7 separate regions of the Mus musculus genome follow, and all the other regions are linked to region 2. Evidence: chromatin contacts called from public Hi-C and promoter capture Hi-C data. All regions are on one chromosome and are shown on one strand. Each heading gives the region's core, a stretch centred on a gene start, on an enhancer-like site or on the middle of the called end of the contact. The rest is flanking DNA. Distances are from core to core; before and after follow the strand shown. Region 1 holds the start of Dnajb1 (DnaJ heat shock protein family (Hsp40) member B1). Region 2 holds the start of Usp38 (ubiquitin specific peptidase 38). Region 3 holds the start of Scoc (short coiled-coil protein). Region 4 holds the start of Adgre5 (adhesion G protein-coupled receptor E5). Region 5 holds the start of D830024N08Rik (a long non-coding RNA gene). Region 6 holds the start of Prkaca (protein kinase, cAMP dependent, catalytic, alpha). Region 7 holds the start of Rbmxl1 (RNA binding motif protein, X-linked like-1).

Region 1 (3,338 bases), core at 795-3,294, 2.6 Mb after region 2:
TCTCTGACTACAGAGTGCTGGGATTAAAGGCACACGACACTACCTGTTTGCTTTTGAACAACTGATACTTTCTGATAAGCATGGTGGCAGGTACTCGTCAGCTCAACACTAAGGAGACTGAGGCAGGAGAATCTGGAGTTCAAAGCCAGCTTGGGCTACATAATGAACCCAAGACCACTGTGGGTTAAAGAATGAGAATGTGCCTAAAATAATGATAATAATAATAATAATAACAGTGATAATTAAAATACCCCATCATGAATCAGCCTCAGCCTTACGTAGAAAGCTGGCATTTCCAGTTGTGAGATTATCCCCAAACAGAAAGATTTCCCTTGCATAACGTAGTGGACAAGCCAGCACCCGCCCCCCGCCCCCCCCCCCATGGCAAGAAACCTTAGTAAAGCCCAGATAGGCCCAGCCAGAGGCACACCTGCACTTCTCCGTTAAAATCACCCCGTAAATGTGAAGCACTCCCATGTCCTGTGCTTTCCTTGCCTCTGGGACAGCTCTTCTGTTCAGTATGTACTTTGATTTCTAGTCACCTATTTTGAAGGCAGGCTGGCCTCACAGGGAGTCCTCGTGCAGCAGCATCCCTGCACTAGACTACAGGAATATGCCACTGTGCCCAGGCTGTCGCTATCTCTGTATCTTTTTGTTTGTTTGTTTGTTTTTGTTTTTTTTCGAGACAGGGTTTCTCTGTATAGCCCTGGCTATCCTGGAACTCACTTTGTAGACCAGGCTGGCCTCGAACTCAGAAATCCGCCTGTCTCTGCCTCCCAAGTGCTGGGATTAAAGGCATGCACCACCACTGCCAGCTCACTATCTCTGTCTCTGTACCTTTAAAGACACTTTCTCTACAAGTGTTCCCTAGCTCCAAATCCATGGGGAGGCGGGGGGCAGGGCTCAACTGGTTCGGTTTTCATGGGGTCAGTACAGTTAGGAAAATCAAAACACATACACCACACACAGCTATACCATTAACGGAAGGCTAAAGTCATTTTTCTCAGGGGTGCCTAGGGCAAGGGTTATCTGACTCTCCTCCTACAGAGCTTCCAGAAAGGGAATGTCAACAGTTGTCCACTAAACAAGATGATTAATCATCTCTTTCAAGAACACCCTTTGTCCCTTGTCTTTAACAAATGCAGAATAATGTCAACTTCACCATATTCCACGACCATTCCCTTTGTACAGATGACCACACTGAGACCAGAAAAGCTACTCTACCAACCCAAGGTCACACAGCCAGAAAGTGCTAGGATGAGAGTCAGTCTTTCATGCACTTTCAGGCAGTCCCATTCCCTGCAAGAACCACCAATGACTATTCCAGCTTCTCTATGCCTTCCAATATCTGAAGCTCTCTCCTCTTCCTCACTCAGCTCCGTCCTTGACCGCCATCATCCCAGACTTACAAAACCAAAAGCAAAAAGCTATACTATATCAAAGTATTTGGAAATATTTACGAAGCACCCAGTGGATCTTTAAAAAAATCACGCAGCCCTGGTGGTAAACTCAGACGGCAAAGGAAGTGACAAGTATCAGAACGCCAAGAGGCGAGCTAAACCCAGTAGGAATTAGTAGGAAGTAAGATAAACCGGAGAGGCAGCCCGACTGCAGCAAGCCCAAGGCAGACCAGTCTCACCTCGCTTTACAGTAACGGCCTTACGGGAAAAACCAAGGGCTACGGGCAGAAGAGGGCGGGGTGCCTATTTTTATCCCTGGGTTAGAGCAGGAAAGCTTAGAGGTACTTGTCAGGTAGCTACCACAAGTCACGCAGCAGAACCTCCCAGCCGGCGATAACCTGGGGGAAAGGGTGCGGCCTTTCGGAGAGGCCCGTCTCTGTAGCCCCGCCCCTCTTCGCGCCTCCACCTGTCCGCAGAGAGAGAGAGGGTTGCGATTGGCTGGATCCGCTACGGAGGCGGAACCCCAGCAGCCGGCGCGCGCGCCCGAGGAAGGCGTTGACCAGAGTAGAGAGGGAAGGGGCGTGGCCCCGCGCGGAAAGCCGTTGGCAGCCGGGTCCCACCCCGGATGTGCTGCGTCACGGAGCGGGCCGCAGCGATTGGCCGGTGTCGTGCGGCGCATCGGGAGGGGCGGAAGGTTCTGGAGGGCTGGCGGGATCTGGAAGCTTCCGCCGGACGGGTATATAGAGTCCGGGACGGGGCAGCAGCGGAGCCGGAGGCGGCGACAGCTGGGCGGCGGTGGCCATGGGCAAGGACTACTATCAGACGCTGGGCCTGGCCCGCGGCGCGTCCGACGACGAGATCAAGCGAGCCTACCGCCGCCAGGCGCTGCGCTACCACCCGGACAAGAACAAGGAGCCCGGCGCTGAGGAGAAGTTCAAGGAGATCGCCGAGGCCTACGACGTGCTCAGCGACCCGCGCAAGCGCGAGATTTTCGACCGCTATGGAGAGGAAGGTACGTGTGCGCGCGGCCGGGGTGACCCGCCGTTTGACAGGCGGGGAAACCGAGGCACTCGGAGCCTCTCCAAGACCTCGGCCGGGGACAGGCATTCCGGGGATCTAGCGGCGGCGCCGCCTCCTTCACCCTCTGATCCGCGGCCTCAGACAGGAGGAGGAGCTCTGGGCGCGCCGCTGGCACAGAAGCTTCTAGCACGTCTGCCGCAGCCCCTCCCGGTCGGTCGCCTGCACAGCGCCGGAATGGTGCAGATGGAGGGCGGCGGTCGCGATGGGAATGAAAATTGCCCGAGTATTGATTCTCTTTCCTAGCCGCAAGCTCAGTGTTCGCTCACCCAGGGTTGAGCCTTTTTGGTAACAGTGCGTAGGAGCTTCTCTGTAAGATGGTAACAGCATAGCTGGGAGGATGGAGCAGTCACGTAAACCTGGTCGCACCGAGATCTAGAGGCCTTACTACCGAATATGTTGTCAGGAAGTAAAACGGAGTAGTGTGTTTCTTGCTCCTATTGCCATTGGGAGTTAAAAGACTTGAGATTCGTCCTTGACTAACAAGCTTTTTAATATATACATAAAATCCCTCCCGCTATAGTTCCTGTGGCCTTTTTACTAAGAGCAAAACTTGTTGAGCAGAGTGCGGGGGCTCACACCTCCACATGGGAAACCGAATTAGGAACGCTGTGAATTTGCTTCAAATCAGAGCTACAGGGTAATAAGCTCCTGTTTCCAAAGGAACCGGATGTTGTGACAATCCCCCCTCTGGGGTATTTGAGTCAGGAGGATTGCCTTGAGGCTACTCTGGACGAAAGTTTGTGTGTTACGTGGCATTGACAGTAATACATGCAAAAGGAACAAAATGTGACCATTTATTTGAGACAGGACCTCACTGTTGCTGGAACTTTGTTTTTCAATTTATTTGAGCGTGTGCCT
Region 2 (3,468 bases), core at 278-2,777:
TTAGTCAGTAATGACTAGAAGCTTTTCATCCTGGCTGTCAGCCTGTAAGAATTCCAAAACTGGAGCAGAGGTGGTGTAATTAAATGACTTGTTCAGTGACAAAGGTCTTTGGACTTAGGCATCCTCAATGTTTTGGCTCCAGCGTACCATTCTGAACAAGGCAGTGAAGAGGAGTAACATTTTGCATAAGGGTATTTAGTTTTGCTCTCCATCAAGAACGTCTCTTACTGGAGGAGTTACTCTAATAAAATAGGCTACCTGGCCTCTTTCAGTACCCCCAAAGAGAATGCTTCCGGGGGGGAAAAAAGCGCACTGTGTTGATGAGACACACGTGTTGAATTTCCAAGACACACTTTTCTGAAATAATGACCCTTACCTGTGGAAGAGATGCTTGCAAAAACTTCTTGCAGAGAAGGTAGCAGCGTGGAGGGCTCAGCCTTCCAAATATTCTGTAGTAAGGTACTCACTTTCGTTACCTGGGAGACATACTCCCGTAGTTCCTTCTCCTGAGTGGACACGCACTGGAAATGACCTATCGTTCGAACCAGCTGTTGACAGAAGGTAACTGACAGTTTCCCTTTGGGGACGCACTGCACGAAATCGGTCAGGAGGTCGCTCAGCCGGGCACAGAGCACTGGCTCCGGCCTCTCGCAAACCATTCGCAGGACCTCCACCTGGAGCAGGCTGAAGAGATCCAGCACCGACGGGCAGCTCATAATCAGCTTCAGGCCGTTGTGAATGTAGTCCAGGATGGCGACGTCCTTCCTGTCCACTGAGTGGTAGCCCTGCTGAAGGAGGCCCAACACGAAAGTCTTGTTGAAGAAGGACTCGAACTCCGGCCGGTGGTACCGCGCGTAGGCCTCCAGCACCTGGTGGCCCACTTGTCGCTGGAAAGGGTCCTGGCCCTCCAGGATGAGGCGGGTCGTCAGGTCAAACATGGCCTCGCACTGCGCCTCGTCGAGCCAATGCTCCGCGAACTCCACCACCTTCCGCACAATCATCCGCTTGAGGGGCAGCGGGTGCGAGGAGCTCACCAGGCCTTCCAGAATCTTGTCCATCGTCGCCACTCTGCAAGGCCAGGCCCTGGGGATAAAGAGCTGGCAGCGGCAGCCCCGGGGGGCAGCAAAGCGCCCCGGCGGGGAGGAACTTGGAGCCAACCAGCAGCAGGACCGGCCACCGCCACCGCCGCCTCAGCAGCCACATTTATCGAGTGGGAAGGCCCATCCGAGCCGGGACGGGAGCGAGCGATTCTGGGACGCCGAAAGGCTGCGGGTCCCCGCGGTCCGCCTCAGGGGCCGGAGGTCCGCATAAGGCTGCCTCGCTGGGCCCGCGACCTCTCCCAGCCTCCGGGCGCAGGGACCCTCCAGGCTGAGCTGGAAGGTGAGGAGCGCCTTCGTGTCCCGGGTCAGTGCGGAGCCCCGGCTCCCGCGGGTGGGCAGTTAAAAGTCGCCCTGGGTTGAGTCAGGAGGCACTGTCAATGCGAGTACCTCGATCTGCCAAGGAGAGGAGCCGGAGGCGCGGAACACCCTGAACCCGGAAGCAGAAATACTGGCGAATAGGAAGTGAAGCTCCGAGGTACAGCGGATAGGTCCGCCCTCGCCCCGCCCACTTTTTTCCGGTCCTTTCCCGGCTACGTTCGACCCATTTCCTGCTGGCCCCGCCCCTCCCCCTTCTCCATGTAGCTCCTCCCCCGATAGGCCGCGCCCCCTTCCCTGGCGCGCAGGCGCAGAGGCACGGAGTGAGTCACGCGGCCACTCTCACGTCACTGGAGACTGTGTGGTACGTCACTGGCGGACTTCCGGAGGCGCTGCTCAGGGAGCCTACTCTGAGCTCTGAGGTTCTTGTCGCCGGACGTGGATTCCGTCAGTGGTGAGGGTTAGAAACTCAGAGACCACTCAGCGCGAGCGAACCGAGAGTCTATACTGAGCCGCCGGCGACTGCCGGGGGGAAACCCTTCTCTCAGAGCAGCCGGAAGAACGCACTGTGCAGGGAGCTGTAAAAGGCAGAGAACACGGAAACACTACTTCCTTGTTTGCCGTTGGCAGGGAAATAAAGTAAGCAAGCAGCTTACTAGAAGCCCAAAACGTGCAGTTGCCTGAGGCATTTCCCCGAGTTTCTAGGACAGAGTTGGGGTACAGGACTTTTCACTTTCATCAGGGAATGATGGTGTCAGTTTCCGGGTAAACCAAAGATGGCTCCACCTGAGACAAAATGGAGGAACTTTTACTATGTCATAGTCTGAGACATGTTGCTTATGAAGACAATTCGAGGAAGTGCTATTAATTGTTTAAAATCTTGTGTCTGAGAAAATTTTGGAAACGCGAGAAGAGCACTAGTTGAGGAATGGAGGAAAGTATAAGAAAACAAACAAACAAACAAACCAAGCTTTGGGGGAAATCTTTCTAAAGACCTTGTTAGGCCCAGACATACTCCAATGCCTTAAATGGCTGGGTTTTTCCTCTGAAACAATTGCTAATGTAGAGAGAGTACTGGTGGCTCATATATTTAGTGGTGATTCAAAACAAGGTTGTTGTAAGAATAGATTTTTTAGCGGGTGGTGGTGGTGCTCGCTTTTAATCCCAGCACTTGGGAGGCAGAGGCAAGTGGATTTCTGAGTTCGAGGCCAGCCTGGTCTACAGAGTGAGTTCCAGGACAGCCAGGGCTACACAGAGAAACCATGTCTGGAAAAAATAAAAAATAGTGAGCTTTTGTATTCAGTGTTCAGTGTATAAGCAAGATCCTTCTCAGCTAAATTTAGACCCAGGCATAGTGGCATACACCTTTAATCCATGGAGATAAGGCCAAGCAGATCTCTGAGTTCAAGGCCAGCCTGGGACAAGCAGGTTCTAGGTGAAGAGCTTAACTCCAGGCCTGGTGGTACATGCCTTTAGTTCCAGCATTACAAGAGACAGCCATGTAGGTCTCTGAGTTCATTTCAGGAAACCCAAACTTAGGCAGAGAGGGAGTTAGAAAACAGAAAGCTGATAATAGAACATGGTGGAGGTGGGAGGACACATTCCAGCTTCAGCAAGCAGCAGAACTTGGCAGCTTTGGCCATGTGGCTCTGGCTTTAAAGAAGGGATTACTGGGACAATTGATGCTGGTAGCTGGAGCTAAGAAATTAGTGGTGATTACGAAGAGACCAGCGTCACTGAAGTGAAATCTTCTGGGAAGTGTTTTCTGAGAGCACAAAGAAACTGTGTTCCAGAGATAGCCAAGGCTAGATCTCGAGCTGCAGCTCTACGTGGTAATGTGTAAGGGTCACCCAGGTGGTTTTGAAGGCGTGAAGTGATCAGAAAGAGCAGCTGAGGCTTAGCACTGTGCAAGGCCATGGATGGCCATTGGTGAAGGTGCCACCCCAGTTGTAGTTGATGGCCCAGAACTGAGTCATGCAAAGAAGTTGAACCATGAAGAGAACCTATGAGAGGCTATTGGTGAAGCCTAGCTGCAGCAGAAGACCCCAGTGTG
Region 3 (3,322 bases), core at 300-2,799, 2.4 Mb after region 2:
AAGTATTCAACAGATGTTAACAGACCTTCTCATCTCTACTCTCTTGTTTTGACCACAGAAGAAACTTTAGAAAAATCATGTGGCCAAAGGCCTCATATTAGAACTCCTGGCCTAATCTGAGAGTGGCTTAATTCACATCACAGTAGTCCATCCAGAATCAAGGATATAGTCAATGTCCACTCTGCTTTTCCCATCATTCCACCTCGGCTGGCCTTAACATCTCAGATATGAGTTTGACATTTCCCTAATATCCTTTCAAACTCAACCACCAGACTTCTCTTGAACCTGCAATTAATGTTTTCCATCCATCATCCACTCACCAGCAATAGTTTTTTAAATTTAAAAGTCCAATGCACTACAGGAATGCACTGAACACTTTACATATATAGTTTTATCACAACAGAAAGAAAATGCAATTCACAGATGTGGATACTAAGCCTTATAAAGGCTAGAGGCCTTGCCTCATGTTTCATAGCCAAGATATTATTAAGGTCCTAAACTGAGTTTGAAAAACTCAACTCCTTTGGCGTTTCCACAAACAAAACAAATATAAAATTTCATCTGCATCCACTCCAGTGTGATGTTTCTAATCTGTTCATGTTCTGCTTTGACATTTTAGGGCTTTCAAAATCGATGGAAATCGAGGAACTACATCGTCAATAAGGATCAAACTTAAGTTAGATCCCCGGGGAGCTAGCTGCATCCAGTTTAATCATTGGAGCATACAGACACTAGGATTCCTACGCACAGCTTTGAGTCGCAGAAACGGATAACGGTTTGGGGACCTCTGTCCTTCTGGCTATTGCGACGTCTGTCTCTGGTGGTGTAACAGAAACCTTGGCTTTTCGGGAAACTATGATTTCTCCTTCCCAAACCTTACTCCTCAATATTTGTTCCGCAGGACGCCTGAGAAAAGCTGACAAAGAAACAAACCCAGGTTCTAGCAAAGACGTCCCACCCCAGACATGCACGGGCCACCACGCCTGCAAAGCAATCCTAGCACTCGAGAGGCTGAAGCAGAAGAATTGCGGCGAACTGGAAGGTAGCTCGGGCAGCAGAGCGTCTTCTCCTACTACCCGGTCCCATCGCACCCCCACGGCGTCCCGGTCCCGCACCGCCGGGCTCTTCCCACTGAGCCCGCGGCGTGGGGCCGGGAAGGTGGCTGCGCAGCGCTCGGCGGGATGTCGGGCCTCGCGGCGCCGCAATCCAGCACCCAGGCCGCCGCCCGGGTTCCCGTTCCATCCCGCCCCGCCCCACAGGGCCTCGGCGGTCTCCCAGGCCCAGCCCTCGCCGCCCCGAGCCGCCTCACCTTGCGTCTGAAGCGCCGGGAAGAGGCGGGATGGGTAGGAAGCCTCAGGCCGCGCGGCTCTCCGACCAACTGACAGCGTCAGCCCCGCCCTTCCCGCCCACGGAGCGTGCGCCGAGCGAGGAGGCGTCCTCCCACCAATCCTAACTGGAAATTGCACGCCTGCGCACTGGCTGCTGGACGCCTCGACAGGCCTGTGGCAGAGCACCGGGGTCCACCTTTGCCCTAACAAAAGGGCATTGACGACCAATCAGGATTTTTGGGCGTGTCCTAAAAAAGCAGCGACCAATCACGGCGCAGAAGAGAAGATGCGCCTAAGAAAGCGGTCCTCGCTGAGCATCTTTTGTCTCGCCAGGAACCTGGAAAGTGGGGTGGAAAGTCACTCTAGGTTAAAAAAAGAGAGACGGGGAGAGAGGGAGGGAAACAGAGACAGAATTTCTGGAAATTGCCGTGACCAGACTCTAGGAGAGAGATATTTCGTTCACATTCAAGAACAGAGTGAGCAGAACAGTGCAGCGCCCTCCCCCCTCGATTCTAAAAGCACGGTTTCCTTTTTCCCCACTTCTAAAATTAGATAACGCACAAAGCATATACCATTAATGGATGTTTCTCTTCGTACCCCATATTCAGGACAATTTTTAAACTTCCGTTCACCCGACCACGTCATGATTCCTTAGATCAGCAGTCTCCTGATCTCAGTCTCAGAAAACCCAAGGCTTAATTAAAATTGTGTTTCTTATTCAAGTGTACATGTACAATGCCAGACTTTGGGTTGCTAGGTGATTTTCGTGACACTTCATTATAACCTAACCTTTGAAACAAGTATCTTGCTGTTAGCGGTCAGTGACCACAGTATATTCTTACCTGCAAAGCATTCTTGCTTTGACTTTATCAAAACCTCTGAGCTGTAGAGGCCAGCTTACAAATACTTTCTTCTTGGCTTTTCTTTCTTATATAAGGTTCTATTTTTAATTGCATGAATATGTAGCGGTGTGTATGTACTTGCTTGTGCCTGTGCAAGGTGCCTGCAGATGCCAGAAGAGGGAATCAGACCCCTGGGATTGGGGTTACAGGTGGCTGTGAACCATTTGGTGAGGATGATGAGAACTCAACTCAGCTTCCCGTGAAAGAGCAATAAGTACTGTTAACTTCTGAGCCATTTCTACAACTCCCGGGTATCTTAAACCAATCAAGCAGGATTTGCTAACACGTGACCGTAATCCTTTATAAATAAAGTACCTACCATTTAGTGTTTGAGACGAAAGTATTAGGCTTGGACTACAATTCAGGATTTGAAGGAAGGAGAATATGGGAAGAGAGGGAAACCCCAGGTAACGCTAAGAGGAGTGCCAACAAAATAGAATGAATATGGGCAACATTCAAAGAAGGATGGGATTTTCCAAGATAGTGAAGAACACACTTTCTTTTCAAATGCACATGGGCCAGTCATAGAAATGGGCCTGAAAATTTGTTTTTGGTTTTAATTTTTTATTGTATGTATATTTTACTTGCATTTATTTCTCTGAAACACTTGGGTACCTGGTGCCTGAGGACGCCAGAAAAGAGTGTTGGATCTCCTGGAACTGGAGTTACAGACATTGTGAGCTGCCATGTATGTAGGCGCTGGAAATTGAACCTGGATCCTCTGGAAAAGCTGCCAGTGCTCTTAACTGCTGAACTATCTCTCCAACCCCTTCTTTTTTTTTTAATTATATGTATGTGTATATGTATGTATATGTGTGTGTGCATGTGTGCCAGTGTGCACATGAGTGATGAGCCCTCTGAACCCAAACAGGGTGTTATCTGATTCTCTGGAGCTGGAGTTACAAACTTTTGTGAGCCATGCAGCATTGGTGCTATGACCCAAACTTGTGTTCTCTACATAGGAACAGTTCTTGATCACCTCTCCAGCCCCCCAACTGATCTGTTGCCTGAAAAGAAACATCAATAAATTTAGAATAGCTTACACAGTTGGAATCATACAAATTATTTTCTCTGCCTACCTAGAAATTAAGT
Region 4 (3,213 bases), core at 238-2,737, 2.7 Mb after region 2:
TGACCCTCCTGCCTCTACTCGCTAGGTACTCTGATAGCAGACACAGACACCACACCCACATGTTCAGTTAATTCAAACTGTAAACCAGAAAGTTTGTACACAAACTCTTGGCCCTTGAAACAATATGGTAAAATACAGCTGGTCTTGTTCCATTTTACAGAGGAGGAAAGTGCAGCCCAAAGTCACTGTGACCCAGCTTAGTGACAGCCAGGCAGGCCCCTGCAGCTGTTTGCCACCAACTGTGACACCCTGGGACTCTATTTCCTGGTTCTAGGTCCATGGCTACTGAGCTGCCTGCCACCTGTCACTAGCACTCAGGCCAGTCATTGTGGTTAGGGTGACCCCAGTTTGTGCCCCAAGTTCCATATCTTGGGGTAACTCCAGCTGGTGCCCCGTTCCATTTTTTCACTGTTTGTTGTCAAGTTACTTAGGTGACTTAGCCATCAAACAACGGTTGAGGCACCCAGGGTGGGGCGGGAAAGTCATGATGAAAGCCAAGTTCAAACCACAGCCTGGTAAGTTCCTTTCAGCCAGCAGCTCCGTCCCAGACAAGTCCCAAGGAGATTCTCTGCCTGTTCCTGGCACGGAGACAGCAGGGGACAGACTGGGGCAGGGGGAGTTCCCACCCTCGAAGAAATGGGCACCCTCACGTGGGTTTCTCTTCACATTGAGAGCGTCTGTTTGGGCAACAGTTTGCAAAGTGTACTTTAACCTACAGTTCTTTTTAGCTTTTTTTTTTTTTAAACTGTATGTGTTTTGCCTGCATGTATGTTTGTGCACTGCATGTATTATTGTACACTGCATGTATGTCTGTGCACTGCATGTCTGTTGCCCGTGGATGCAGAAGACAGTGTGAATCCCCAGGAACTGGAGTTACAGACACTTGTGAGCCACCATATAGGTGCTGGGACCCAGCCAGGTCCTCTCTTAATGCTCTTGACCTCGGCACCACCCCAGCCTCTAGCCTGCATTTCTTTTTCTTTTGTTCTTTTGAGACAGGGTCTTGCTGTGTAGCACAAGCTGACCTGAAATTGGTGACCCTGCTGCCTCAGCCTCCCTAATGCCCTGTGACACCATGCCTGCTTTGTTACCCTCTTTAACTGCCCCCGTGCCTCAGTTTCTCCCTCTTAGTCTCCAAACTGGCAACACTCAAGCCCATTAGGATCTGACACCCCCTGGAGAGCCCTCTGGGGCGCACAGGTGCGCCGGCTTCGACTGTCCCTGCCCCTCCTGGCCACGTCCCGCGAGTTCCCTCCCGGCTCCGCGCAACCCCGAGGTCTCACCAAGCAGGCCGGGGCATCTGACGCCCCTCATGGTGGCGCGGCACGGAACGGACAGCGTCTGGGGTTGATAGAGGGCTGTGGCGGCCGGCTGGGCTGGGCTTTTATGCAGCGGGCGTGAGCAGGGCCCTCCCCGGAACTGTCCTCCCCGCTGGAAAGTAACAGGAAAGTGCCGGGGAAACAGACCCAGGGCGCGCCGCGCGCCCGCGTCTGGAACAAACGCAACATTCCTCCCCCCCCCCCCCCGCGCGCGGCTCCGACACCCGCCCCCGCGGGGAGCTGGGTGGTGTGGTTCAGGCGTCCTGGGACGGGGACCAGGCACATCGGACAGAGCTGGGTGGAGCTCCCACCCGAACGATGTCCTGGGCGACCCTCGCCTTTCCCATCAGCAGGACTTGTCGGCTTCTTTTCCAAGAGAGAAACTGAAGTTCAGAGAAGCCAGGGGCCAAATAAGAACCAGAAGAGGACTGAGGGTCCTGCCGGGCTGACTGTCCAGGAACGAGAGACATCAAGGTTTGGAGATGCGGCTCAGTGTGCGCAGTGCTTGCTTAACCTGCCCGAGGCCCTGTCTAGCCTCAAAGCCACATAAGCCGGCAGAGGACCGCTAGCCTGTAATCCCAGCACTAATCAGGAGTTCAACTCATCCTCCGTTTTGTCGCTTTTGAAGCCTGCCCGCGCTACAAAAGACCTTGCCCAAAAAGACAAGGGGTCATGGCATGGCTGCGTTGGCCTATACTAATACCGTTCTCTGGAAAGCAGAGGCTAAACCGGAGGCCGTTTTTGGCCACTTAAGAGTTGCAGGCCAGCCAGGCCTACGAAGCATGAGTCTATCGCAAAAATAAAAAATAATAAAGTGGGGGAGGGAAGTGCTACCAAGATGGTTCAGCGGGTAAAGGCACTTGCCCCAAAACCTAACGACCTGATTTCTGATACCCAGGACCTCCATGATGGAAGGAGAGAGCCAACTCCTGGAAGTTGTCCTCTGACCTTCACGGGCACACGGTGCCACACACAAACCCAAACACTAAATAAACAAGTCAATAAATAAAACGTAATAAGGGGCCGGGCAGTGGTGGCGCATGCCTGTAATCCCAGCACTTGAGAGGCAGAGGCAGGCGGATTACTGAGTTCGAGGCCAGCCTGGTCTAGAGAGTGAGTTCCAGGACAGCCAGGACTGCACAGAGAAACCCTGTCTCAAAAAGCCAAAACAAATAAACAAACAAAAAACGTAATAAGGACTTAAAATAGAGGAAGAGAGAGCTTTGACCACGGGACATGGCTTACCACGGCAGGGCTTTTTGGTTACACGCACTGACCTTGCCACAGTCTATAGAGAGTCATGTGATGTACACTGGCTTCCTGTTTGAGTTACTTGTGTAACTATGGTTTCTTTTCATGTGTGTGTGTTGGGGGCGGGAAGAATGCCAAACCCAAGGCTTTGTGTATGCTGGACAAGCACTCTACCAAGGGAACTACATTCTCAGACACATCTAGTGATTTTTCAAAATATTGATTTTCTTTTTCTTTTTTTCTCTGAAACACGGTCTGGTCTCAAACAGCCCAGGCTGTCTTTCAACTCTATGTAGCCTAGGATGGCACTGAACTCCTGACTTCCTGTCTCCAAAGCCTAAGCCTGCTGGGATCACAGGCATAAACTACCAGGGGTGTCAGGCCTTCCTTTTACCTTAGTAAATTCTGGGTTCAAGTTGGGCCATGGTGGCGCACACCTTTCGTCCCAGCACTTGAGAGGCAGAGGCAGGTGGATCTCTGTGATTTGGAGGCTAGCCTGGTCTACAGAGTGAATCAGGGCAGCCAGGGCTGTTACACTGAGAAACTCTGTCTCAAAAACAAAACAACAAAGAATAAAAATAAAAATAAACTCCAAGTTCTGAGAGATGACTGTAGCGAACTATGATGGCGCACAACCTGTAAT
Region 5 (3,450 bases), core at 257-2,756, 2.6 Mb after region 2:
CCACTCACTGCACCACCGTATGCCGACTGGACGTAAAGTCGTATTTGCGGCCATAAATGAAGGGTACCCGGAAGTAGAAGAGCAGGTAGATGAAAAGGGGCCCGGCATACTCCGTCAGGAAGACCTGGGAGTACCCAGAGACAAGGTGAGTCGCCCCAGGGTAGCTGAAGGCAGAGACCAGGGAAGGAGTCAGAGCTCACCGTCACCCAGCTGATCTGGGCCCCGAGGTCCCGGAAGTAGAGTGTGGCTGTGGTGCCCACAGGAAGCTTCTGTAAGACATCTTCATCTTTCAGGGACTTCCCCTCTACAGAGAGAAGTCAGTATTTGGTTACTGCCCTGGTTTCCTGACCCCAAGAGCCCAAGGGATAGGCTGATGGACAGCTGTACTCACTGGGGTCCAGGCGGAGGGACTGGCGGGCAGGATACCACTGCGGGTCTGCCAGGAGAAGGTCAGGGGTTGCATCACCTAATCTGGCAAGGCTCAGCCTACCCACGCCCCAACTTGGCCTGCCTCTAAAGGCTTCCAGAACTCTAGGACCCCCCCCCCCCAGCTCCTCCCACCTGTGCAAGGGCACACAGGATAGGCAGCGACAGATTTTATTTTTTACCCCTTTGGATAGATAGCACAAGAGCATTCCTGCTGGTGACCACACAGGGGCAGCCTGCCCAGTCAGCCGGGCCTCACTCACTGTTCCAGTGTGCTGAGAGGCAACAAGCCGATGAGGGAAAGGCATGCGGAGGCATGCGGGCCCAGGTCACATCCAGAGGGGAGGCAGGAGTGGGGGGTAGATGTGTCGGGAGCGGGGGGACACGTATGTCAGGAGCAGGAATAGGTGTGTCGGGAGACTCACGTGTCTTGGTGAAAAGGGTCTTGATTTCAGAAATGGTGGCCTGAGGCTCTACCTAAAGGAAAACAAGGTGTAAGTCCGGAGGGAGCCAGGCCTAGGATGGGGGAGGGGGTCCAGGTACAGGCAGGTCAGGAACAAGCTAGCTGACTTCACGGGGTACATCCGTCCTCCACCTCCTTTACGGACACAGAGCCCTCCCAAGGCTGCCTTGTCCCTTCCCACACCAGGCTGTCAGCTTCCAGCCCCACAGAGGGGCCCCAGCTGCTCACTCTAGCGCAGTGGTTCTCAACCTTCCTAAAGCTGCCACCCTTAGTACAGTTCCTCATGGTGTGCTGACCCCAACCAGAACATTATTTCATTGCTACTTCATACCTGTAATTCTGCTGATATGAATTGTAATATAAATATCTGCTATGCAGGATATCTGATAGGCAACCCCAATGGGGTCTCAGCCCACAGGTTGAGAACCGCTGCTCTAGATGAAGACAATACCCTTTACATGCCTTCTGAAGGACAGGGAGGGCCACCGATGCCTGCATAGCCCTACAGGAGCTGTAAGGAACAGGGACCCAGCCCTCCTGGCACTTCACCCCCAGGGGTGCAGTCCTACCTTGTCCAGGAAGCACAGCTTCTCCCTCGTCTTTGCATCCCGAATCTCCACCTCAAAGAAGAGGACAGCCTTTTTATGCTTCTTGGCTGCTTTGTGGGGCATGGGCATGGGAAGACCATCGAGGCCTTGGTGGGCCTCTTTGGCTGCCATGCTCAAGCTGATATCCATGCCACAGCCGCTGGCCCTCCTGCTCTGCCTTCCAGTCTGTGGTGCCCACTGCCAGTCGCCAGCCCCCACCTCCGACCTCTCCTCACAAAGCTGCTGTGAGCTGGGCCGGGCAGCATGATCAAATTCTGCCTCGGTGCTGGAAGGGAGCCTGTGTCTGACCAGGCTCAGCCAGCGCCAACGCCAGATGTAACCCGAGTGGCACCAGGGCCTGGCCTGGCTAAATATAAAACCATCTCAGCCCGAGTCCCCACCAAAGGAGCCACAGTCCTCCCCTGAGGGCTACCCTCATACAGGCAGTTAATTGGGTGGGCACAGGCCCTCAGAAGTGCCAGGGGCATGAAGAAGGAAAAGGCCCACAGCCATGGCAGGCGCCGCAAGCCCAGCCCCGGTGTGCAGCCCTGGCCAACAGGTTACCCAGCCTGGGGAAATGCCAGCTATCTGGAGAATCTCCGAGACAGATCATCCATTTCCACTTCTAAGCTGTAAGGGACACTGGATTATTTCCCTTGTGCATTTGTGTTCCCAGGGAGGTGACAAATTCCAGAGGTACTGGTGCAGAGTTCCCAAGTCCCTCCACCTCCCTCTCCACCGCCTCACTCCTCACAGCTCCTACCACATCAGGCCAACACAATGTGCTCACCCATGGACGAGCCTACCAAAGCCCAACACATACCCTCCCAACACATACCCTGCCTGCACCCCTGGGGTCCACAGTCCCCAAAGGAGAAACCTGCAGGCTGAGGCCAGAAAATATGCATAGGGGCAGGGTAAGGAGGCAGGAGCCCCAGGGGATCTGACCCATCGGACCCAGCAGGTCAGAGAAGATGCTCAACACTGCCCATGCTGGCTGGGGGAGACCCAAGGGCTATGCGGAGATCTGCCACTTTTTTCCAGAAGAAGGGGGCATCACAGGCCAGAGAAGCCAACTGTTGCCACCTACATGCTCCCAACAACAGAGGCCATGGCACGATCCCAGATCTGCTAGGGGTCCTTGAGAAGGCATGGGTGGGCCGACATGGTGCTGGCACACAGAAAGTGTATGCATGTGTGTATGTGTGCATGTACAGGTCGGGAAGCCCCCACGGAGGTAACCCTACACAGTGATGCTGCCCTGTAGGGCCTGGGCTTGAGTTCAGAGCAAGGTTCCTATGCCAGGCAGTGGTACCCAGGCCTGCTTGCCCATATGTGCCAGAGCCTACATCATGGACACAGCATACTCTGGGGCAGATGGCTGAATCCACACAAGGACAATCAGTGCCAGACTGAGCTGTCATACGCTGGGACCCCTCTAAAGAGGACCGAGAGGGGAGGAGCACATGAGGAATGTGCTAGAAGGGGCGAGGTGGCAGGGCTCTGGGCTGGGGCTATATTAATAGTTGCTGAGCCCCTAGAGTCCATGTGAATCACAGGAGGGCGGCACAGTGTGCACTGGGAGGGAAGGCCATGGAGTTCCTGCTGAACCACTCAACAGCTTAAAATACAACCAGCCCCTCTCCCTACTGGGCCAGCTGCCGGGGAGGGCTGAAATCCTAGCCTCTCCCCCAGCTGGGGCACTGCAGCCAGGCCAGGAGCCGTGGTGCACCAACTGGTGGGCAGCAGGAGAGCGCGTGGAGAGGGGCCACGGTGAAGAGCAATCCCAAGCCACAAGCTGAGGGACTGCCTGCAGCAGAGGTGAGTCAGGGGGCCTCCCACGGCCTGCACAAGCCCAAACTCCACACAGCCGCCATCCCCCCAGGCATAGGTCTAGGAAGGCCCAGTGGGCCAGGGGCCGTTCTTGCAACTCTCTGAGCCTCTAGATTTATTTCAAAACCAAGATAAAAGGTA
Region 6 (3,322 bases), core at 214-2,713, 3.0 Mb after region 2:
ACTGCAGCTGACCTAGTAGCAGGAGTACATATAGTTATTGGCTTAGAAGCTGGTTGTGCATTGTTGAGCAGTGAGTCTATAGGTATATGTACCTCAGAGTCAACTACCCTTTGGAGTCCAGGAGAGGTAGCTCATCGTCCACTCAGCACCGTCCACCCAGCACCGTCCACCCTGGCCACCCTCTATTACAGAGCTCTGGTGAGGGTAGGGATAATTTGTTTCCAAGAGTACATTTAGCAGTATCTGGAGATGTTTGTGTTGTCCCAGGCAGCAGACAGATGGAAGAGTACCAGCATCCAGAGTGTGAGGGTGGGGTTCTGATATCAACCTAGTGTGCAGGAGACCCTCCAGCAGAGTGCTCAGGCCCCTGGTGTCAGTGGCAAGGTGGGAAACTGACCACGTTCTGACAGTGCAGACTTGAAAGAACACCGAGTGAGGTTCTAGTTCAGTGGTACAATGCTTACTTCGCAGGGAGTATGCATCGTGTTCAATCCCCAGCATTGCATAAAAACAAAATTTAAAGATGAGCATCCAGAAGGAAGGAGAACGGCTCTCTTCCTGCCCAAAAGGGGCAGGTTATGTTGGTCATGTCTAGGCAATGGAGATTAGTTAAGAGCAAGGAACTAGCCTGACCGAGCCTCCATAAAATGGGAGTATGGCAGGCCCAACGTGCAAGGTACAAGAAGTAATGCACTTGGCTGGCGTCCGTAGTTACTACTTTTCAGGGGCCTAGGGTTGAGCCTTAGCAAAGAGTGTAGATACTCTGAGTCTCCTCCCAGCACGCCCTCAGTTCTGGGTCCAACATCCCCTTGCAGCTCCAGTTGTGTCGCGAGCAAACCAAAGCGGACCCCGAGCTAGTTGGGTCACGGCTGCCCAGTGTCGGGCCTCCTTATGAATGACACCGAACGGCGCCCGGCGACCCTTGACCCTCGGCGCCAGCCCGCCCCTCCCCCCCTGGCAGGTGGACAGCCGCTGCGCCGGCCCGCCGTGGCGTCAACCTCTGGCCCGTGGCCGCTGCCGCACTGGGCAGGGGCGGGAGACTGCAGCGCGCACATTGCCGCACGGGCGTCCGCCGGGCCGCCTCCCGCACCTCGCAGCGCCTGCCACCCAGCCACCCTCCAGCCGCCGCAGCCTCCGCCCCGCCCGCTGCCCGGGCCGCAGCCTGAGCCGCTGCCCCGCCCTCTCACCCCGGGACTGACACTAGCCGGGGCCGCCTGTCTCCGCCAATCGACGGCTTCGCAGGGGCAGCCCCAAGCCCTCTCGGGCTTCTCGGCCAATCACGTGCGTTCGCCCGCCCGACTGCGGCCTCACGAGCCCGTGAGTGGCGGAGAGTCTGCAACTCGCGTCACTCATCCAGGAGCCTATGGTGGCGCGGGAGGGTTCCGGAGGGCCAATGGACAGCGGCGTAGGGCTGTCAGTCAGGGAGGCCTGAACCAATGGGCGGTGGGCTGCGGGGGCGTCACGGACAGAGGACTTGGGCTGAGGCTCCCCCGCGGGCGGGCGCAGAGAGACGCGGGAAGCAGGGGCTGGGCGGGGGTCGTGGCGCCGCAGCCAGCGCAGCCAGCCCCAGGGGCCGCCGCCTCCGCTGCCCAGCGCGCTCCGGGGCCGCCGGCCACCTTAGCACCCGCCGCGTCGCAGCTCCGGGACTGGCCCCGGCCGCGACGCCGCCGCGATGGGCAACGCCGCCGCCGCCAAGAAGGGCAGCGAGCAGGAGAGCGGTGAGTGCCCGGCCGTCACCCTGATCTTCACTGCGTGCGGCCTGCCCGCGCAATGCCCATCACTGCATGGCCCCTCCCCCATATGCCCCCCCAATCTTGTCTGCCTGCACCCCTGCCTGCTGCCTGTTCACGTTGGGGTCGGATCACCGCAGAGATACTTTGCCCCCAGTAGGGCCTGGTGCCCATGGCCTACCATCCCCCACTGCAAAGGCCGTGCCCCCCCACCCAGCTGTCACTGCCAACCATTGCATGTATGACCGCCGGGGCCCCAGATGAGGCCCTGTCACCACACCAACCCCTCTTCTCCTAGTCCCTTTCTCCAGATTCTATACCCCCTCCCACTTCGTCACTTACCTTTCCCACACAGCGCCCCAATGCCTGACCCTGATCCAGGCTCCTGCCAGTTTCGGGAGTGCTGTGGGGTCCACGCTGCAGGGACCTTGGCCACTTGGTGACCACACCCCTCCCCCTCCAGCCCCCGCCATCTTTCTCCTACCCCTGCCCGATTCACCTCATCACAGCTCCCACCTCCAAGCCACCCCCACCCCCATGAGCATTTCCCGGGGCCACCTCCTGCATTGTTTTTCCCTTCTGTGTCACTTGGCATGGGGGACAAGATCTTTCTGGGTCCCTCTGCCCCTCTCATCCTGTCACTCCACCTCCTCCGTGCATTCGTCTGGCCCTGGCTGGGGTGGCAGACTGTTTATGAACCTAGAGAGCTGCTTCTGCGCTTCCTTATCCAAGTTGGAGCTGGTCTTGCTCAGAGCCATTACGTCTGTCCTTTTTCTTGGGTTGCGGGTGAGGTAAAGCGGCAGAGCACCCTCCTGGCCTACCCTGAGGTCTGGGTTCCTTAGAAGGCCCCTCAATAAATGGTCGTTTCACAACTGCGGTTCTGTCGTTCACCCAGCCCCTGGGGCTGGTTTGAAACTGCGGATGAAATGAATAGCAAAGGCTCATTCCACTGAATGGGGATGGTCAGAAGAATTGCGCGCATTGGGGTAACGCCATCCAGCAATAGGTGACAGCTAATGATTTGGTTTGCTTAAGACAGATGGATTCTGTGCATACCGAGGGCTCACCCAGAGGGAGGTATATCCACACACACATACACACACCCCCCCCCCAAAAAAAAAACCATGCTGAATTTTTCTAGCCAGGGAAAAAAAAGTGATTCTATATTTGAAATTACTTCAGAAAGGGCCTTGGGCCCTGTCCCCCAGTGCTTCATGTCTCAAAGTGGTGTCACTCCAAGCTAAAGCTGTACTGCAGCTGAGAACAGCTTCCAGTTACCCAAAAAGGAGGCTCTGATCAGCTGTGCCCTTCTCAGTGTCTGAGTCCCCCGAATGCCACTCAAGAAGCCCAAGAACTTTCTGCCCCTCCCCCCCCCCTTCAACCAGCAGAGCTCAGCCCAGCCTAGCAGCCTTAAGAGGCCTGGCATTTCACAGATGGGCGGGGGACAGAGGCAAGTGCTTGTAGTTGAGGGCTTGATGACAGAGGAGCAGGTGGGTAGTGCCCAAAAAGGTCTTGGGCTTGAGCTTGGAGGGCTCCGGGCAGAAGGAGAAGGGCCAGCCCCCTTGGCAGGTGAGGCCCACCAGGAGGTAGAT
Region 7 (3,250 bases), core at 348-2,847, 2.5 Mb before region 2:
GTTAGGCTTTAAATCCAAGGACAAGTATCTTTTAAAGATACACACAGAAAAAAGGTAATGAATGCTCAAGGATGCAGAGAGCAGCCACTTGAAACATATGGAGGGAGATGTGATGCCTAACCAGGTCGAGACTGGAGCATCAGAACCTAAATCAAGGAAGCCAGGGAATATTAACAGCCACAAGAAGCTGGAAAGAGCCTTTAGAACACATGGCCCTCCAATATCTCCATTTTGGATTTCCTTATTCTGCAACAGTAAAACAACATGTCTATTGTCTGAGTATAGCTAACTCGGGGAGGGGACTATTTGTTATAGCAGCCCTAGCAAACTAATACAGTCCTTGACAATACAATTCACAAAACTACGGTTAAAATATTCTATGAATTAAGATTTTGTTCTAAACAGGTCAAAATCTCTAGAAAGACTCTGTGAGCAGCCTTACTTAAGCAGCACTATCTGTGATGACCTTTTGAGTATTCGATGACTGAGGCAGATTTTTTTTTCCTTTTGAACCAAGCAAAATTACTGAAGAAAATTATGTTATAAATTTTACTTCCTAGAACTCCACTTACCTTGTGACTGTCTTATAATAAGCCTTTATCACATTTCATGTACTTCTTTTGCCTGGTAAATTGTTTAATGTCTCCCTATTAAGTTCTTTTTATCTTGAGATTAGCTTTTCTTCATGCTGCCTGATGCGTAATTACCGAGCAGTGGGGGCTGTGCAACTGAGAACTGATAGCACAACTGCTTAAAGCAGCTTAGTTTTTGGATAGCGAGTCATGTCAGCAAGATAAAGTTAAATAGAGCAAATTGCACGCCGAGTCTCTTTCAAGCTTTGAATGCATTCAGAATGAAAGTCTGGTACAATCCCTTTCGAACGTTACGTTCCATAGTAAACTATTCAAGTAGCTGATACCAGGCTGCTTCAAAATGTCCCACAATACTTTGTTCCTTTCTTTCTTTGGGTGCATAAAGAGGAAGGGTTGATGCTCGGAAGACCATTCGTGAAACTATGTCATAGATTCGCCAAAATGCAATGCAAGAAACCGAGGGTTGGGGGAGGGGGCGGACATCAGACCCTCCACCCTGGATCTGGCCCTCACTGCTTTTGTTCTGAGTTCCTGGCCCCCTCTCAGTTGTCCTGTTGCTTTAGTGGTTCGGGGTCAGGCAAAGGCCCGCACCACGCGGCCTCCGGAATCGCCCGCCCACGCGCGGCACACGGGTGGGGAGGAGCCTGGGTCGCTCTCTCACCGCCCCCCAGGGAAGATTTGCCCCATCCCGGCCGTCCTCCCCACTCCCGAGGCGGGTTTTGGCCGCGGAGGCGGTCGGGCAGAAAGGCCCGGGCAGGCCACCGACCTGGCGGGAAGGCCCAGCCCGCCTTCCCCGCCTTCCCGCCGCCGCCGCTGCGGGAAGGCGGGGGGCCTGCCGTCCCGGACGTCTGCTCGGCCACCGATTTTCAACCTACCCACGGGGCTAACGCTTCCCTAACTAGGAAGCCGCTTTCCCGCGCCGGTCGCCACACGCGTCTGCCGCCGCCGCTCCCGCCGAGAACCAGAGGCCGCGAATGGCTTCCCCTCCCCCCGCGCAACGTCAACGCGACGTCGGTCGTCGCCGTAATGTCTCGAGTATACGCGCATAGACATAGCAGGCATTGGCGCGCGCAGCCGCCGCCACGGCGCAGCCCGGTACCGGCCCAGCGCACGCCGCGGGTCTCTCGGGCTCAGGGCAGAGTGAGAGACGCTCTCTGCAAGGCATGTCTCGGGGCTCGGGCCGCCGTCAATATAGCTTTACTGCAGCGACACCCATGATGAGGCTGGGCGTCTGGGGCGCCTCATCCCTCTCTCCCACTGCGGGCCTCCCCAAGCTTGGCCGTGTATGCACGGCGGCGGGTCCTGTTAGTGCAGCCCGTGACTCGTCTCACTTGCGTGCTCCTGGTGTGCCTCCGTTTTACGTCCCCTGCGCCCTGGTCCTCGGCGGGTGGGCGCGTCTATTCTGAGGTGCGTGGTAGTGATGGCGGCGCTCAGCGAGGCTTTCCTGTCACTGGGTACTACTACTCCCAGCCCGCCTCGGAGCCGCCCGAGCCACCCCTCGGTCTTTAGTTTACGAGTGGCAATTTGACTTGCTCTGCTGCATGTCTGGAGGGATCGAGGAAAGTGTGGAGACGCCCCGGGGATTTAGGGATCGCAGTTTGGAAAGCAAGCCAGCCAAACAAATAAACAAAACCCACCCGCCCTAACAAATATGAGGCTGCTGGAGAGGGCGAGGAAAGAATGGTTCATGGTCGGGATAGTGGTGGCGATCGGCGCCGCTAAGCTCGAGCCGTCGGTCGGAGTGAACGGGGGTAAGTGCCGCACCTCCGCCGGCTGCAGCGCGCCGGCTCCCACTTCTGAACTCGTCGGCGAGTCCCCGGGAGGAGCGGCCGCCCTGGCTGCGGCACAGCCCTCTGTCTCGCAGCGGGAGAGAGGGGGGCTTTTAGCAGGTTCTTCTCACTTGCTAGCCCAGGAGGGAATTAGGAATGGGGCAGGGGAGTGGGAGTGCAGGTTGCCTTTTCTGCGGGCAATCAATGACTTCTGCTCAGTGCCGGAGTGAGGGTACAGAAACTGAAAGTTACTCCTCTCGTTCTTAGTAGCATCCCATCCCAAGGGACTATAGGTTGCCAGGAGTTCTTTATCTATCCTGGAATAGACCTCATTATCCAGTCTATTTCCGACTCCTCCCTTTTGCCGCCCCCCCCCCCCAAAAAAAAGTCTGTTGGAGAGAAAGGGGTTTGGGGGAGATTATTGGCGGGAGCGGCGGATAGGAGAAAAAGGAAAAAAGGATACCCTTGCTCCAAACTTCAATTTTTAGTGTGCCTTAGTTGCTGACTAAAACTCCCAATTGTACTGACACGTTGCACTCTTTCCTTACGGGACACTACTTCCGTGTGCTGCTGGGCTGCCGTTACTACAGCAGCCGTCCAACAGTTGCAGACTGTGTTAGACTATGCACACTGTATGTTTTGGCAGGGAAGTGTGGATGGGTTAAAACCTCCGCTCCAATCTCTGAATAGTAGGAGCTTTGTAATGTGACCTGTGGACACTGGTGGGAACATGGGACGTGTCACTGGCGTTTTATACCCTCTCCCCCACCTTCAGACAACCTTGTTCTGCTTTTCATAGATATTAATTGAGTTTCTTCAGTTCATATGTTTTTGACCTCATGAGTTAGGTTCCAGGTTTATTGGCAGATCGAATATATCAACCATGCA

What was found. Promoter capture Hi-C pulls out the DNA fragments that hold promoters and counts their contacts. A called contact is a pair of places that touch in the nucleus more often than the background predicts.
Region 1: a contact with region 2 is called in a promoter capture Hi-C map of pre-B cells, with 5 times the contacts expected there. The contact joins the promoter of Dnajb1 here to the promoter of Usp38 in region 2. A contact is called at or near these places in 9 of 39 promoter capture datasets (3T3-L1-derived adipocytes, the C10 cell line, cranial neural crest and 6 more), 3 of 115 datasets of contacts at active chromatin or transcription factors (astrocytes, embryonic stem cells and epiblast stem cells) and 1 of 9 other capture datasets (adipose tissue).
Region 3: a contact with region 2 is called in a promoter capture Hi-C map of liver, with 6 times the contacts expected there. The contact joins the promoter of Scoc here to the promoter of Usp38 in region 2. A contact is called at or near these places in 9 of 39 promoter capture datasets (the 3T3-L1 cell line, 3T3-L1-derived adipocytes, the C10 cell line and 6 more), 2 of 115 datasets of contacts at active chromatin or transcription factors (astrocytes and embryonic forebrain) and 2 of 9 other capture datasets (adipose tissue and liver).
Region 4: a promoter capture Hi-C map of pre-B cells shows a contact between it and region 2, with 2.5 times the contacts expected there. The contact joins the promoter of Adgre5 here to the promoter of Usp38 in region 2.
Region 5: a contact with region 2 is called in a promoter capture Hi-C map of pre-B cells, with 4 times the contacts expected there. The contact joins the promoter of D830024N08Rik here to the promoter of Usp38 in region 2. A contact is called at or near these places in 7 of 39 promoter capture datasets (the 3T3-L1 cell line, cranial neural crest, hippocampal neurons and 3 more), 1 of 484 Hi-C or Micro-C datasets (double positive thymocytes), 3 of 115 datasets of contacts at active chromatin or transcription factors (astrocytes, embryonic forebrain and embryonic stem cells) and 1 of 9 other capture datasets (liver).
Region 6: a promoter capture Hi-C map of neutrophils shows a contact between it and region 2, with 3 times the contacts expected there. The contact joins the promoter of Prkaca here to the promoter of Usp38 in region 2. A contact is called at or near these places in 2 of 39 promoter capture datasets (neutrophils and pre-B cells) and 1 of 115 datasets of contacts at active chromatin or transcription factors (astrocytes).
Region 7: a Hi-C map of CD4 T cells shows a contact between it and region 2, with 5 times the contacts expected there. The contact joins the promoter of Rbmxl1 here to the promoter of Usp38 in region 2. A contact is called at or near these places in 2 of 39 promoter capture datasets (both in liver) and 1 of 484 Hi-C or Micro-C datasets (CD4 T cells).

Annotation. Positions count from the first base shown.
Region 1 is chr8:83,606,131-83,609,468 of GRCm38.p6, forward strand. It overlaps Dnajb1 (DnaJ heat shock protein family (Hsp40) member B1), which reads left to right and starts at 2,045. Exons shown (of 3, transcript NM_018808.3): 1 at 2,045-2,412. The coding sequence starts at 2,202. Gm42029 (a long non-coding RNA gene) reads right to left here and starts at 1,720. Exons shown (of 3, transcript XR_878996.2): 1 at 1,640-1,720.
Region 2 is chr8:81,013,379-81,016,846 of GRCm38.p6, forward strand. Usp38 (ubiquitin specific peptidase 38) reads right to left here and starts at 1,528. Exons shown (of 10, transcript NM_027554.2): 1 at 377-1,528. The coding sequence starts at 1,058.
Region 3 is chr8:83,441,113-83,444,434 of GRCm38.p6, forward strand. Scoc (short coiled-coil protein) reads right to left here and starts at 1,550. Exons shown (of 4, transcript NM_019708.4): 1 at 1,310-1,550.
Region 4 is chr8:83,739,824-83,743,036 of GRCm38.p6, forward strand. It overlaps Adgre5 (adhesion G protein-coupled receptor E5), which reads right to left and starts at 1,488. Exons shown (of 20, transcript NM_011925.2): 1 at 1,284-1,488. The coding sequence starts at 1,314. It overlaps Gm46046 (predicted gene, 46046), which reads left to right and starts at 1,463. Exons shown (of 2, transcript NR_168527.1): 1 at 1,463-1,793.
Region 5 is chr8:83,573,020-83,576,469 of GRCm38.p6, forward strand. It overlaps D830024N08Rik (a long non-coding RNA gene), which reads left to right and starts at 1,507. Exons shown (of 3, transcript XR_003947410.1): 1 at 1,507-3,297. Tecr (trans-2,3-enoyl-CoA reductase) reads right to left here. Exons shown (of 13, transcript NM_134118.5): 2 at 1,459-1,509; 3 at 852-903; 4 at 392-436; 5 at 201-304; 6 at 9-124.
Region 6 is chr8:83,971,515-83,974,836 of GRCm38.p6, forward strand. Prkaca (protein kinase, cAMP dependent, catalytic, alpha) reads left to right here and starts at 1,464. Exons shown (of 10, transcript NM_008854.5): 1 at 1,464-1,718. The coding sequence starts at 1,673.
Region 7 is chr8:78,507,331-78,510,580 of GRCm38.p6, forward strand. It overlaps Rbmxl1 (RNA binding motif protein, X-linked like-1), which reads right to left and starts at 1,598. Exons shown (of 2, transcript NM_001252089.1): 1 at 1,469-1,598. Slc10a7 (solute carrier family 10 (sodium/bile acid cotransporter family), member 7) reads left to right here and starts at 1,998. Exons shown (of 12, transcript NM_029736.2): 1 at 1,998-2,344. The coding sequence starts at 2,245.